2 separate regions of the Zea mays genome follow, and region 1 is linked to region 2. Evidence: chromatin contacts called from public Hi-C data. All regions are on one chromosome and are shown on one strand. The core of a region is the stretch at or near the end of the contact, and the rest is flanking DNA. Distances in the headings are between cores, read along the strand shown.

The links. A called contact is a pair of places that touch in the nucleus more often than the background predicts.
Region 1: a contact with region 2 is called in a Hi-C map of ear, with 1.7 times the contacts expected there. The contact joins the promoter of LOC100192072 here to the promoter of LOC103651376 in region 2. A contact is called at or near these places in 2 of 25 Hi-C or Micro-C datasets (ear and endosperm).

The regions. Positions count from the first base shown.
Region 1 is chr3:216,090,041-216,097,469 of Zm-B73-REFERENCE-NAM-5.0, forward strand. It overlaps LOC100192072, which reads left to right and starts at 4,444. Exons shown (of 1, transcript NM_001137495.1): 1 at 4,444-5,480. The coding sequence starts at 4,526. The coding sequence ends at 5,275. LOC103651380 (CBL-interacting protein kinase 17) reads right to left here. Exons shown (of 4, transcript XM_008677006.4): 2 at 7,184-7,429; 3 at 6,910-7,019; 4 at 6,504-6,824. The coding sequence ends at 7,309.
Region 2 is chr3:215,941,757-215,949,285 of Zm-B73-REFERENCE-NAM-5.0, forward strand. It overlaps LOC103651376 (putative receptor protein kinase ZmPK1), which reads left to right and starts at 4,575. Exons shown (of 1, transcript XM_008677003.4): 1 at 4,575-7,529. The coding sequence starts at 5,977.

The sequences.
Region 1 (7,429 bases), core at 3,194-5,693, 150 kb after region 2:
TAAGATGTCAGATAAAGCCAGTCGCGGACGGTCCGGTCGTGCACCCCGGACGGTCCGCGAGGCCGCTATAATTCATTTGTCGGAACCCGTCACCTTCGGGTTTTTCGGATCCTTGCCTACCGGACGGTCCGCGCCTGAGACCGGACGGTCCGAGCGGGGTCTCCGACGGTCCGCGCTTATCCTCCGGACGGTCCACAGTGCAGACTCGGATTTTTGCATTGGTTCTGTCCGAGGGTTATTCTTGTGTTGCGGACGGTCCGCCGCAAGGGCCCGGACGGTCCGCGCTTGGCCTGTTTTTCCAAAAAGCTTCTCCTGTCCGGAATAATCTACGGTATTCCGGACAGTCGATTTAGTATAGTTATAGATGAACCTTTGGCACCTGTAGAACATATAATCTAGAGCAAACTAGTTAGTCCAATTGTTTGTGTTGGGCGATTCAACCACCAAAACTATTTAGGAACTATGTGTAAGCCTAATTCCCTTTCACTCACAACACAACCCGACGAGTCCACAACTCAAATGGAGCTCTAGTTGCTATCACAAAGAATCAAATGCGCGGAATCGAAGTCTTGGTGCTTAGGAATGCTTAGAGAATGCTTGGTGTACTTCTCCATCCGCCTAGGGGTCCCTTTTATAGCCCCAAGGCAGCTAGGAGTCGTTGAGTGCATTCCAGGAAGGCAATTCTTGCCTTCTGTCGCCTGGCGCACCGGACAGTCCGGTGCACCAACGAACATTGTCCGGTGCGGATTTCTTTCCTTCTTTGGCGAAGCCGACCGTTGGCGCTTTGGAGCCGTTGGCGCATCGGACACTGTCCGGTGCACACCGGACAGTCCGGTGCCCCCTTCCGAACGTTGGCTCAGCCACGTGTCTCGCGCGGATCGCGCGGCCGACCGTTGGCCCGGCCAACCGTTAGCTCACCGGACAGTCCGGTGAATTATAGCCGTACGCCGTTAATCACTTTCCGAGAGCAGCAAGTTCGTCTGAGTCAGCCTGCACCACCGGACACTGTCCGGTGCACCCAGACAGAGCTGACTTTGGCTGAACAAAGTTATCTTTAATTTCAATTTGATTTTTCCTGTTTCTAGCACTTAGACACAATACATTAGTCTCTAAAACAATGTACTAAGTCTGAGAAACATACCTTTATACTTGATTTGTACTTTGTCCACCATTTAACACTTAAGCACTTGTGTTGAACACTAAATCAGCAAAATACTTAGAAATGGCCCAAGGACACATTTCCCTTTCAGTTGTACATACCCTTAGTACGCATGTCAAGTTGGAGGAAAATTTAATCAACTTAAATAACGTGGTTTAGTGGCCACCTATTGAGAAATGGAAATTAGGGAAGACTGAGCCACACGCGTGTGCTGAGCTTGGCTTGACGTATCAAGTCTGTAGGCTTTCAACGAATGGTAATGGATGCATTCGAATTCATGGCGTTAGTTACTATTAATGACTAAATTATTTTGGACATTTCTGATAACGGTAGATCCACCTTTCCGTGCACAGAAGTTAGAGTTAAGCAGACCTATGATTCTTAACTTTGTTTCTCATCCTTTCAAAACCGATAATTGAATACTATCAATAGAGGCATGAAAAACAAGTAAGCCCAATTAATAAAAAATCAATGTGACCTAAATCAATTTGTCTATGCAAAACACACATTAATTATAATAATCTAGTATTGCATTAATCACCAAAACCCAATTAGTAGCTTAGATGCTTTCAGTCTCTCTCTTTTGGGTGATTGACGACAACACAACGTCGAGTATGTGAAAGAAAGATTTAAGGTTTTCAAAGTACTTGATCTGCATGAACTTGTGTCGTTAAAACATGATGTTAGTGCAAGTTCATATAAATCAAGTCCACAACATGTGCTTTTATAAGAGAAAGGTTAAGCACATGTACATGATTAAATAAGCTCGTTTGAATCAAATATTATAAGAAATATCACAAATGAGCAAGTGTGACATGACATAATATAAAGGGAGTAGCACATGCCATGATATATCATACAGATGCAAATGTAAAGTATTATACAATGCATAAAGAAAATATGTATGCAACATATGAAGATATAAGAGTATTACACATAATGGTAGCAAATCATCCACCTATCACTCTCCCTATCCTCACATACTTCCCTCTCCCTCTTTAGCCGCAAGCACCCAAAACTACAAAACCTAAGGGCTCTCTAAAGGGGTCAACACAGTCATGTCAGACGCTGAGGTGTGCGGAGAAACCTCAAACTACATGAGTAGGGTATCCTCACATGTGCCGGAAGAAGGTAAAAACATGTAGGTTCTAGTTTGTTTTTTAGTTATTAATGCTAACATAAGGTTATTATGACTAATATGTGTTTTGCAAACATAAGGTAAGTTATGGTCACAATAATGCATGATGATTGGGATCGAGAAGTATCCATGCCTTTGTTGATGGATATTGATGATTAGTTTCTAAAGGACTATGCACATGTCGCGATTGTAAAAAGACTAAAACAATGACCATGTCTATAGAAAAATGTAGCAACATATAAACATCAAACTAGTTTTATTAAATTTTACACGAATTATATTTTGATATGCATTTTGTTTGAAGATCACCTAATTTGTTTCATTTAAAAATGGTTTGAACGACGAATTTTAGCTTATACAAAGCCAAAATGAGTTATAACTTGATACTCCCTCCGTTTCTTTTTATTAGTCGCTGGATAGTGCAAAATTGCACTATCCAGTGACTAATAAAAAGAAACGGAGGGAGTATGATGTACTACTACGTTGTCCTTGGTCTCCTGCGCTGCTATTTTTGTTTCGTGTCTTGAGTACAGGTACATACTGCATTAGTACAATACCTTCTGTATATTTTTTAAAAATTAAAAACATTTCCTAGTCCCGTGACTGTTACAATCTAAGACATGTAAAAGTCAACACATAGCTCTTGAAATCTTGATCCTGACGCCTTTGCGCGTGCATAACTGTATTGCGGGTCGTGGCCATTGAGCCACAAGCCCACATGAGAATGTACAATACAACCTAAAAAATAGCCCACAAATCGTAAGACGGTAAGAGCAACAACTCTATAATCAAATACTCTTTAACATTTTTAAATAATTAGGAGTAGAAATTTTAATGAAATACTCTCTAACCGTTTTTATTTAGTTATCTAAATATAAGTATCTTCTGCTTCGGATTTACAAGAATAAGATCGCTAGCAAATATAAAAAATAAACTAGTCAGATACCCGTGTATATATTGCTATAATTTCAATATATCACATTATATACTTTGCTTTAATAAAACACAAAAAATATGTATTCTATTTGTTAGATGAGTGCAAATATGGAGCCAACAACCAAAGTTTGAACCTTTACTGCTCTATAATTTTACCTTATTTTTGTATATAACGAGAAAGGAAAATGGCGACCATGAAAATCGATGCTTTATATAATAGAGAAAAGAGAAATTTCTTCTATATTTAAGATATAAAAAACTGTTATAGAGTAAACATATAAAAACGACTCTTACAAAAAAAACTCTTTAGACATGCTGCAACGGCCACTATCAGAACGTAGTGATCCATTGGATCACGATTTCAATGTTTCTTTAAAATTTAAGTGAACCTTTAATTAATTTAGTTTACAAATGAGTACAAATAAAACTTGATACTCCCTCTGTCCAGAAATGAAGTCGTCTGACTTTTTTTATGTTAAGTTTGACTGGTTTGTTTTATTCAAAATATTTATGAAGACTGAGAAAAAATCGGTTGATAGTTAAAGTAAATTGTATGTTAAACTAAATCAGAATAAAAATAAATAATAATTATAAATTCTTCTAAATAAGATGAGTCAGTTAAATTTAGTCTCAAAAAGTAAAAACGATATCCTTTCTCGAACCGAGGAGAGAGTATTAATAAATAGTTAAAATGTTGAGTACCGCCCCTATCATCCGTTCCGTGCGACCCCGCGATTGCGTCATTGCGGAACCGTTTGTCCGTGGCCGCCGCCGTTCACGCGTCGGCGTCACATGAAGCGCCAAGAACTTGCCGCCAGGCCACCACCAATTCACCATTTATCATCGTGCACCACCTGGACAGCGTGCGGACAGGCAGTAACACGTCTTCTCCAGCGAGGTGTATCCATTCCACCCCTCGCCGCGCCCCGGCACCGAGCCGGACGGCGGACGCCCTGGACCTCATGTCCTCCTGCTCACGTAATTGGAGCAACGGCCATTATCTGCTCCGTCGCGCACGCATGTTCTCATATTCCACGCGCCCCCGCCGGTCGTAACCACCGGGCAACCACCGCCCGGCTCACTCAGTACGCCCCGCCCCACCACCAGCTCAGCTCCAGCCGTGCGACGCTGTACCCCGCCCCCGCTTTCAGCCGAGCCCCTATATCAACCAACCCCACCACTCTCTACCCTCTGTACCCATCGCTCACTACGCGACCGCTAGCTACTCCGATCGGATCCTGACCACGCCCGCCTACCAGGCCACCACCACCACCACCACCCACAAATCCCCAATGGCGAGGCGCATCGCCGTGGCGGCAGCGTTCCTGGCGCTGGCCGTGGTGGCTCCCGCCGCGCTGGCGCAGGCTCCCGGGCCCGCGGCGACGCCTAGCGGGCCGCCGAACGTGACGGCGATCCTGGAGAAGGGCGGGCAGTTCACCATGTTCATGCGGCTGATGAAGGAGACGCAGCAGGACACGCAGCTGAACAGCCAGCTGAACAGCTCGTACGCCAGCAGCGGCGGCGGGTACACGGTGTTCGCGCCCACCGACAACGCCTTCAACAACCTCAAGCCCGGCACGCTCAACTCGCTGACGCAGCAGCAGCAGGTGGCGCTGGTGCAGGGCCACGTCCTGCCCCAGTTCTACAGCATGGACTCCTTCCAGACCGCCAGCAACCCCGTCCGCACCCAGGCCTCCGGCCGCGACGGGCCCTACACGCTCAACATCACCGCCACCGCCAACAACCAGGTCAACGTCTCCTCGGGCGTCGCCGAGGTCACCATCAACAACGCGCTCAGCGCCGTCAAGCCCCTCGCCGTCTACTCCGTCGACAAGGTGCTCCTGCCCCTGGAGCTGTTCGGGGCCAAGGCGCCCGCCGCCGCGCCCGCCGCGTCCCAGGGGAAGCCCAAGAAGGGCGGGTCCTCGGACGCTCCCTCCGGGTCGGCCGGTTCCGACGACGCCGCGCCCACGGGCGCCGCCGGCGCCAGGGTCGTCGGCTGGAGCTTCGCCGGCCTCGCCGCCGTCCTTGGCTGTCTGTTGTGAGAGTGAGACCGTGCGTCGTTTCTAGGGACGGACGGACGACAAGCTAGTTGAAGATGAGAATGCTATGCCCGGGTTCCCTTCCCCTTCTTTCTCTCTGTTTATTTAAACTTCTTTCATCTCGCTAGTTTCTTTAATTTGTACTATTGGTGGTTTGTAAGATTGGCTTATGTGATTCAATTTATGCGCCTGCCGCTGTTGATACTGCATCACTAGTCTTGAGTCATTTGTGGGTACAAAACTACAAATCCTTGTAAGAGGTCACATCCAGTGATCCATCATTTTCTTAGCTGCAGTGAAACGTGGTGCTTTTCTCTTGTTCGGTGGGACACAATGATCCAGAAAATTGACGCAACGTTTATTAGTTGGTCCAAATGTGTTCTCTGATTGATGGCATTAGACGTTAGTTTTCGGTTTTGGATTTATCAACGAATGGGGGTCAGTCAGGCTAGTAATGGAGTTGGTTGGTGCTGGTGGAACGGAGCGCAAAAGGTTTGGGCGAGCACGTGGTGCCAGGTTCGCTCGTTTGGTAATCAGTCGATTCTTCTTCCACTCAGGTACGGAGTACTCTGCAATGCAGGCTGCAGGGTCTTCGGTTGAATGCATCTGGTTTTCTGCGAAGCAGAAACTTTACCCAAATACAGTAGATTCAAATTGGGAAGCAAATCGATCAAATGGTATACCCAAATAGATTCCAAACAACGATACACGAATTATGAATTTATGATCGTCGATGGCCTGCTCTTGCTGGCTTGTTGCTCAGCTAAGACGCAGATCGTACCGTAGCCAATCCTGCACCAGGCATCTCTTCTCTGCGCTGTCATGGACTCAAGCGGGAGTATATACAAGTTGCGACGCGTCACTACTCTCAATCATCAGCGGCCAGCTAGCAGTGTCGGTACACTCCGTTTTGCTCAGCACGGACGATTGATTATCCAGCACGCATAGCTGGTAGGTAGGAGCCACTTTGGCACGGACCACCGGCGCTTTCATTTGATTCTTCTGATTTGACTAGGTGAGTGCCCGTGCGTTGCAACGGCAACTTATAAATATCATGATAACTTATATACAATAGGTAAATGTCCGTGCATTGCTACGAATAAAAATGTTATGATAAGATATATACAAACAATTGATCTCAATGCTATTTATATAAAAAAGAAAAAGAGTCGATCAGACGTCTTCTCACACAAATAGCTACATTTGCACGTGATATAATCCCAAAAAAGATATATCAACCTAGACAATATCACAAAATAGATTATTCCAATATTTAAACAAAACAAAAATGGTACAGATCACGCATTTGACGCAAGCTACCTTATATATTTCATTATCATTCACGATAAAATATCTAGAGCACTTCCATGCTTGATAAAGTTTGAAATGTATTCACAGGGAACATATTAGTATGTCTGTCTTTGTCGACACTCAATCGAATTGTTGATCCAACTTAGAACCAAAAACTATAACATGACATCCACTAAAAGATACCCATTAAGCCATGGATGCCTTCTTCAACTTGGCGAGCTCTTGCCTGATAGCACCACCCCTTTGTTTACATAAAGAAAAAAGTGTGAGCGAGCAATAGAAACAGTGCCAACACGAACTAAACATTTGATAGCGAGGTTCCTGACCTCGATCTTTGCCAGCATGACTTTGAACCTATCAAAGTCATCAAGTGCTGCTCTCCTCTTCTAGAAAATCTGCTTATGCCCATGAGTTGTCTCCTACTTAGTCTTCACATCTGAAAAAAAATAACAAAAGATCAACTAAGTGTCACTATTCTATTATGGGCACGACACCACGCTACTTGGCCAATTCAAAAAAAAATGCATAAAGTGCTACCAAATAGTCATATAACGATGTCACCAAACAACAGTGGAACAGTGACAGGTTCAGATTGCTTACAAGTCATCATCTCTTGAACTGTAAGTAGCCCTTGAAACTGATCTTGGACACTGCTCGTAAGGCTCATACGCGCAACTGAGAAAACTGAATCTGACACAACTTAAGCGGTGTCTCCCTTGTAGCCTTTAAGCTGTGTCTCCCTTGTAGCCTTGACGCAACTGACAAAACTGAATCTGCTGGCCCTTGTAGCCTTTAAGCGGTGTCTCCCTTGCCCCAGGCCTCACAGCTTCGTCTTCATCAGTCACA
Region 2 (7,529 bases), core at 3,325-5,824:
TAGTCGACAATTGGGTGTCGACCCATTCAGCCAGGAAGTCTGCCAAGACTTGGGATTTTATGGCCTTTCGAGGAGCGAATGAAAGTGTTTCCCCCATGAGTTCCACTGCCCATTTTGCTATCCTACCCGAGGCCTCTCGGCACTGGATGATCTCTCCTAGAGGGAAGGATGACACCACAGTCACCGGATGAGACTCGAAGTAGTGTTGTAGCTTTCGCCGTGTTAGAATCACCGCGTACAGTAGCTTCTGGATTTGTGGGTAGCGGATTTTGGTCTCGGATAGCACCTCGCTGATGAAGTAGACTGGCCTCTAGATGAGCAGTGCATGCCCCTCTTCTCATCTCTCGACTACGCCCGCAGTGCTGACTACCTGAGTGGTTGCGGCTACGTAAATCAAGAGATTCTCTCCCGCAGCGGGGGGCACCAAGATGGGCGCATTAGTAAGAAGTGCCTTTAAGTTTCCAAGGGCTTCTTCTTCTTGCCACGCTGGACGGACGCCTCGGGGACGTCTTCCTTCTATCTTCCCTGAGGCTGCTTGTCCTTCCGGAAGATGGCTTCAACCGCCTCCTGACCAGAGGTTAACTTGGTGGCTATGTCCATCAATTCGCTCGCCTTGGTGGGAGTCTTGCATCCCAGTTTGCTTACCAGGTCCCGGCAAGTGGTACCGGCGAGGAATGCTTCGATGACGTCTGAGTCGGTGATGTTAGGTAACTCGGTGCACTGCTTTGAAAACCGCCGGATGTACTCTTAGGGATTCCCCTGGCTGCTGGCGGCAGCTCCAGAGATCCCACGAGTTCCCAGGGCGCACGTACGTACCTTGGAAATTTCCAGCGAAGGTCTTGACTAGGTCATCCCAGCCGAAGATCTGCGCAGGAGGCAGATGCTCCAGCCAGGCCTGGGCAGCGTCGGAGAGGAAAAGGGGGAGGTTGCAGATGATGAGGTTGTCGTCGTTCGTTCCTCCCAACTAGCACGCCAGCCTGTAATCCGCGAGCCACAACTCCGGCCTCGTCTCCCCTAAGTACTTGGTAATGGTAGTCGGGGCTCGGAACCGGGCCGGGAACGGCGCCCGTCGTATGGCCCGGCTGAAGACCCGCGGAATGGTGGTTCGGGCGAGGGGCTCCGATCCTCCTCACTGTCGTAGCATCCCCTGCGCCTGGGGTGGTAGCCTCGGCACACCTTCTCCTCGAGGCGGGCTCGATGGTCGCGGCGGTGTTGCTCGTCACCGAGGCGATCCCGGGCTGCAAGTGTCCTGTCTCCTGTGTGCTCGGTGTGGACCGAGGCCTCGCACATGCGTCGGGAGGACGCTGCGTGATGCTCCGAGAGGCCTCCTCGCCTTTGGGAGGCAGAGCTCTCGGCTCGTCGGACAACGGCATTTTCCAGGAGGTCCTTGAGTTTGCCCTGGATACGTCGCCCCTCGGTGGTGGATGGCTCCGGCATTGTTCGAAGTAACATCGCCGCTGCAGCTAGGTTCTGGCCGGCCCCGCTGAAGGCCGGGGGCAGCCCTGCCCTGGCATCGTCAATAATACGGCGGTGGATGTCCCGGGCTCGATGACGCGCTCCTCCGGCGAGTGCTCGGCCAGCCCACTCCTGCTCGATGTTTTGTCGGAGCTGCATAAGTCGCCCCATTTCTTCGTCGAGCTTGGCCTACATCTCGCGGAGTTGCTCGAGCTGTGTGCCCTGACCCCTCACAGGGACTCGGACCACAGCTAGCTCCCGCGGGATCTCAACGCGAGACGCAGGCACAGGGGTGTCGTCATTTCCTGGCATGCCGAGGTGGTTGTCTTCGTCGTGATCCTCCTGATCGATGTGGAAACACTCGTGACTTGGATCGTAACCCTCGTCGTCAAGGCTGTGGCCATCGTCAGAGTAGCCGGAGAGGCAGTGGTCACATGCGGACATGAAGTCTCGCATGGCACTGGGATCACGGAGTCCGAAGAAATCCCAACTGAAGTCGGGGTCGTCCTCTTCCTCGGAACCTGCGGGTCCGGAGGTTGAGATGGGCGTCAACATGTCCCAAGTTGACCACATATGGTACCCCAGAAGGCCAGGATATGCCCTTGCGAAAGCGCTCGCCAAAGTGGGGTCGCTTGGTGGATCGAAGCTAAATCTAAAAGGAACAGGATGGGAAACAGATGGTAGCTCCTGGTCGATGGATGGTGGTGAAGTCGCATCGGGGATGGAATGCGCCGTTATCTCAGGTGCGAGACTAATGCCCGACAAGTCCTTCGCAAGGGTGCTGGCGTCATTAGTCCGCCTGGGGTTGGCACGTTGCTGGGAAGCGACACCCGTCGTTGTCTCAGGTGCGAGGATAACACCCGACATGTCTCCCGCAGGGGTGCCGGCGTCGTCGACTCGCTCTAGTCCGACAGTCGACGAGGTGCCACCTCTTGCCTGGCCATGGTTGCTCCGTCTCCTCCTCCTCCGGCGAGGAGGGTGGCGGGGCAAACTCGGGTGTTCCTCTTCCGCCACGGGGAGATGTCGTCGTCGAGTTCGCCTCCGCCGGGCGAGCCGATGACCGTCGTTGTTGTCGCACTGCGGGGGGGAGGAGTACCATGTCGTAGCTGCCGTTGGGGGACATGAACTCAAGACTCCCAAAGCGGAGCACCGTCCCGGGCCGAAGAGGTTGCTGAAGATTATGCATCTGGAACTCAACGGGAAAGTATTGCCAACACGCAGCTGGGTCCCTACCTGGCGCGCCAACTGTCAGCGTTTTGGACCCACGAGGACCCTCAACCGACTAGTGAATTTGATGCTGCGTGTCCCTGCCCAGATGGGTTGATGCAAGATGAAACACGAGAGGGGGGATGAGGCTTATATTATCTTGCACCGGGGTGCTCGTAGTAGGGGTTACCAGCTTCGCGGGAGAGGGTTTGGCCTTGGAGTGAGCCGTCTGAGTTAGGCTCCTTTACGTTCGCCCTCTTTTCCTCCCTCTGGGAAGGCCCCGGACATCCCCTTTTATAGATACAAGGAGATGATCCAGCTGTATATATGGGGGTGTAGCTATGCGCTAACGTGGCAGGCGGAGAAGTGCTTGAGCCCTGTAGAAGCGTAGCTGGCGGTGCGGCCCTGGGTCCTGCTGACGTTTCTTTGCCTTCATAGAGAGTTGAGAACAATCGACGTCATGGACGCATGCAGGGAACCATCATTACCTGTTGCCGGAGTAATCTAGATGGGACACCGGTCTTGTTCTTTCGTAGCCTGAGGCAGCTAGCTAGGGGTAGGGTAATAATGTATCCCCTGTGGCGTAGTCGGTCCGAGGCCGAGGTCGGGTGAGGCGGTGACTTCTCCCGAGGCCGAGGCTGAGGCTGAGGCCGAGGCCTGGGGTCGGGCGAGGCGGAGCTCCCTGTTGCGCCCGAGGCTGAACTCGAGGGAGGTCGTGACTTACTGTCGTTAGTTTTACCCTGGTGGTTGGCACAGTAGTCGGAACGGGGTGAATAGTGTTGTTTCCCTGTCAGAACGATCAGTAAAGGGGCGAAGTGACTGCGGTCATTTCGACCTTGCCAACTGAGGTGCGCGTGCCAGGATAAGGTGTCAGGTGATCCCCGCATTAAATGCGCATGCGATACGGTCGGTGGTAAGGCGATTTGGCCGAGGTTGCTGTACGACAAAATTTGCCCGAGCTTGGCCTCGGGTGAGCCGGGGGTGCGCCCACTGCTTGAGGAGGCCCTCGGGCGAGGCGTGAATCCGTCCGGGACTACTGTTCTTGCCCGAGGCCGGGCTTGGGTGAGACGAGATCGCGTCCCTTGGTAGATGAGGCTTTAGCTTTGAGCTGTGCTTACCAGTCTTTACGATCTGCTTTGAAGATGTTTTCCAGCCATGCTTAGAAGTATTGGGGTACCTCTAATTACGGTACCTGACAGTTTGTATGTTCAAATAATTTTACTATAAAAATAAATTTAAAGAGCTATCTAATGATACCTATTATGTACTATAAATATTAATATTTTTTATATAATGTGGTCAAAGTTATAAATATTTGACTTTTCGAAAAAATGAGAACGACCAATATTTATAGACAGAGAGAGTATAGACTAGTCTTAGAGATGGCAATGGGGACCCGATACCCGATTCCCCGCAGGGAATTCCTCTATTAGGGGATGGGGATGGGAAAATTTCTTCCCCCACAGGGATGTAAACGGTGGAAAATTCTCCCCCGACGGGTAAACGGGGACGGGGATGGAGAATCAATTCTCCATCCCCGTTCCCCGCGGGGACCCGTTAACTTACATGTGACAATGTTTTCATGTAATAGTTAATGATAAAAATAAATAATTACCTTGTCAAGAGATCATCTGTTGTACAAATACATTGATTTTAATGTGCACATAATGATTTTTACATCTAACAATGTGTATAAGTGACAATGTTTTACATTAATAACAAATGAAGTACGATTTAATTATAATTTAAGCGGAGATGGGGATCCCCGACCGGGATTTATCCCCGTGGGGAACGGGAAAGAAATATTCCCGCAAGCGTTCGTAGGGATCACTGCGAAAAAAAAATTTCATCGCGGGAATAGATTTGGTGAACTAAAACCCGACGGGAATTCCCCGTTGCCATCCCTACTTTTACTCATAGCCACACGAGGTCCACTCCAATATTCGTTCGTACTCCAGGATGAGACCCGTGACCAGGTCGTCAAAATCACATACTACTGTTCTTGCTAAGATGCCCATAGACTCCTTTTATAATATAAAGATAAAAGATGCCCATTGGGGTAAGGGATAATGACACGGTGAAGTGGAGTGGAAGACGACTCGGTGATTTATTCAGTAAAGGGCTAAAGGCTTACTAAAGGGAAATAATGTGGACCATTAAGTCATGGACAAGTTCCTTCAAAGTAGTAAGCACTAGCAATGTGATTAAGTCGTAAAGATATCTTTGAGTCATCATTGCTTCCACACTAATATCATTCCACTATCTATTTCTAACTTCATTCTATATATATAGTGTAATTTTCGTACAGCCTAAGGCACGACGAACTGCACTTTGACACGGCTTCCGGATGAAGAGCATCTTGACAAAAGTTAACAAACGCAACGCATGCTTACCGTGGATTCTCAAATCTCATGTGGGCCGGGAAACAAGATGGTTCTAGTTGTCCTTAGCTTTTGTTAATTAATAGATAGACATGCAGCTTTGTAACCAGAGATGCCAAGTGCATGCTACATAACGCATTATACAGTTTCCAGAAAGAGCCTAGAAGCGCGATGATACACATGTGACTTTCACCTTTTTTTTGTTTTTGTTGCTTGCGAACGAACGATGCTGTCGGCGCACACGTTAACGGTGGGGAAGCCGGTTGGATCTTAGCACATGTACATAGAAAAAAAAAATTGTAGGCAGAACTTATGTACAGTAAAGCTCGTAGAGCACCGGCTATTGCAGCATTCCCGTTGGCCATAACGATAAATCCACCAAATATTAAACATGTGAACATGGGCGACAGATCTGACCTGTGGATTCGTTATTACTGTATCGAACCTACTTGGTAATAAAGTATACATACAGCGCAGTACGCAGTTCGCTCTTAACTTTGACTCTGATGAGCATCATTTTTTAATCGTGTCTGATAAAAAAATGCTGGTTTACGCAAATGGTAGGGTAACCGATTTCACACAGACAACAAATTAAACCACCGTACTGGTCTGGTAGACAATTATTCTTTCTTTCCTGCCTGTGGTTTGGTCCTCTAGCTTTCACAAACGCACAAACGGTCCCATCAGTTCACATCATCTAAAACCAAAGTGGAACTGTATACAGGACAGGAATACAGTGTCCACATCTGGACCCGTCTGCGGTTTTTGCCTTGTGCCGTGCGCGAGCATCAGAGATAGTTTATGCGCTAGTGAGTGCGTGTCATCAATCTAGTTAAAACCACAAGGAGCGGAACCAGAATTAATAAAGGTACCACACCAACCTCTCCCCCACTTACTCTTACGCTTGCGCTGCCAAGCTCTCCGAGGTCCAACAATGGCTGCGCTGCTCTATCTCCATCCCTATCTCGCGGTTCTTCCACTTCTGATCTCCCCGATCTGCTCTGGCGCTTCGCCATGGCGAACCATGACCACCGGCTCGCACATGAGAGGAGAGGACCACGACAAGGTCACCCTCCTCTCGCCCGACGCTACCTTCTCCTGCGGCTTCCACGAGGTGGGCACGAACGCCCTCACCTTCTCCATCTGGTACACCCCCAGCGCCAGCGCCAGCGCCACCGAGAGGACCGTCGTCTGGACGGCGAACCCCTACTCCGCAGAGCGAGGCCAGCACTCTCCGGTGAACAAGTACGGCTCCAGACTGTCGCTGAACCGCGACGGCAACCTGGTCCTCACGGACACCAACGGGTCCACGGTGTGGGAGACCAAGACGTCGTCGGGCAGGCACACGACGGCCGCCCTCCTCGACAGCGGCAACCTCGTGATCCGCGACTCCAGCAGCGGCAGCAACAAGGTCGTGTGGCAGAGCTTCCGCTCGCCGACCGACACCCTGCTCCCCGGGCAGGAGCTGACCAAGGACACGAGGTTAGTCTCCGGCTACCACCACCTCTACTTCGACAACGACAACGTCCTGAGGATGCTCTACGACGGCCCGGAGATCACCAGCATCTACTGGCCGAGCCCCGACTACAACGCCCTCAAGAACGGCCGCAACAGGTTCAACAGCACCAGGGTAGCGGTCCTGGACGACCTGGGTACTTTCGTATCCAGCGACGGGTTCAGGATAGAGGCTTCGGATTCTGGTCCAGGGGTCAAGAGGAGGATCACGATTGGCTACGACGGCAACTTCAGGATGTACAGCTTGAACGCGTCGACGGGGGCGTGGCGCGTCACGGGGCAGGCTGTCATACAGATGTGCTATGTGCATGGACTGTGTGGGAGGAACGGGCTCTGCGACTACCTGGGTGGCCTCAGATGCAGATGCCCCCCGGACTACGAGATGGTCGATCCGACGAACTGGAACAGAGGATGCAAGCCCATGTTCTTGACGACCGACGACGGAAAGGAGTTCACCTTCGTTGAGCAGCCTCACGCTGACTACTACGGCTTCGACCTGTCCTCCAACGAGTCCGTCCCGTTCGAAGCCTGCCGGGACATGTGCTTGAACAGCAGCGCCTGCTTGTCGTTCACGTACAAGGGCGGGGATGGCTGGTGCTACACTAAAGGCCTACTCTACAACGGCCAGGTGTTCCCGTACTTCCCTGGAGACAGCTACATGAAGGTACCAAAGAGTTTCAACAGCTCGGCGGCCTACTCATCGATCTCCAACCAGAAAGAAGCCCTCACCTGTGGGCCGGCGGGTTCTGCTGAGCTGATGCTGGGACCGGCGAGCATGTACGGAACAAAGAAGGACAACATCAACTGGACATACCTGTACGTCTTCGCTGCAGTGCTGGGAGCTCTGGAGATGCTTGTCATCGCGACAGGCTGGTACCTGTTCTTCAACAAGCACAGCATACCCAAATCGATGGAGGACGGGTACAAGCTGGTCACAAACCCGTTCAGGCGGTTCACGTACCGTGAGCTGGC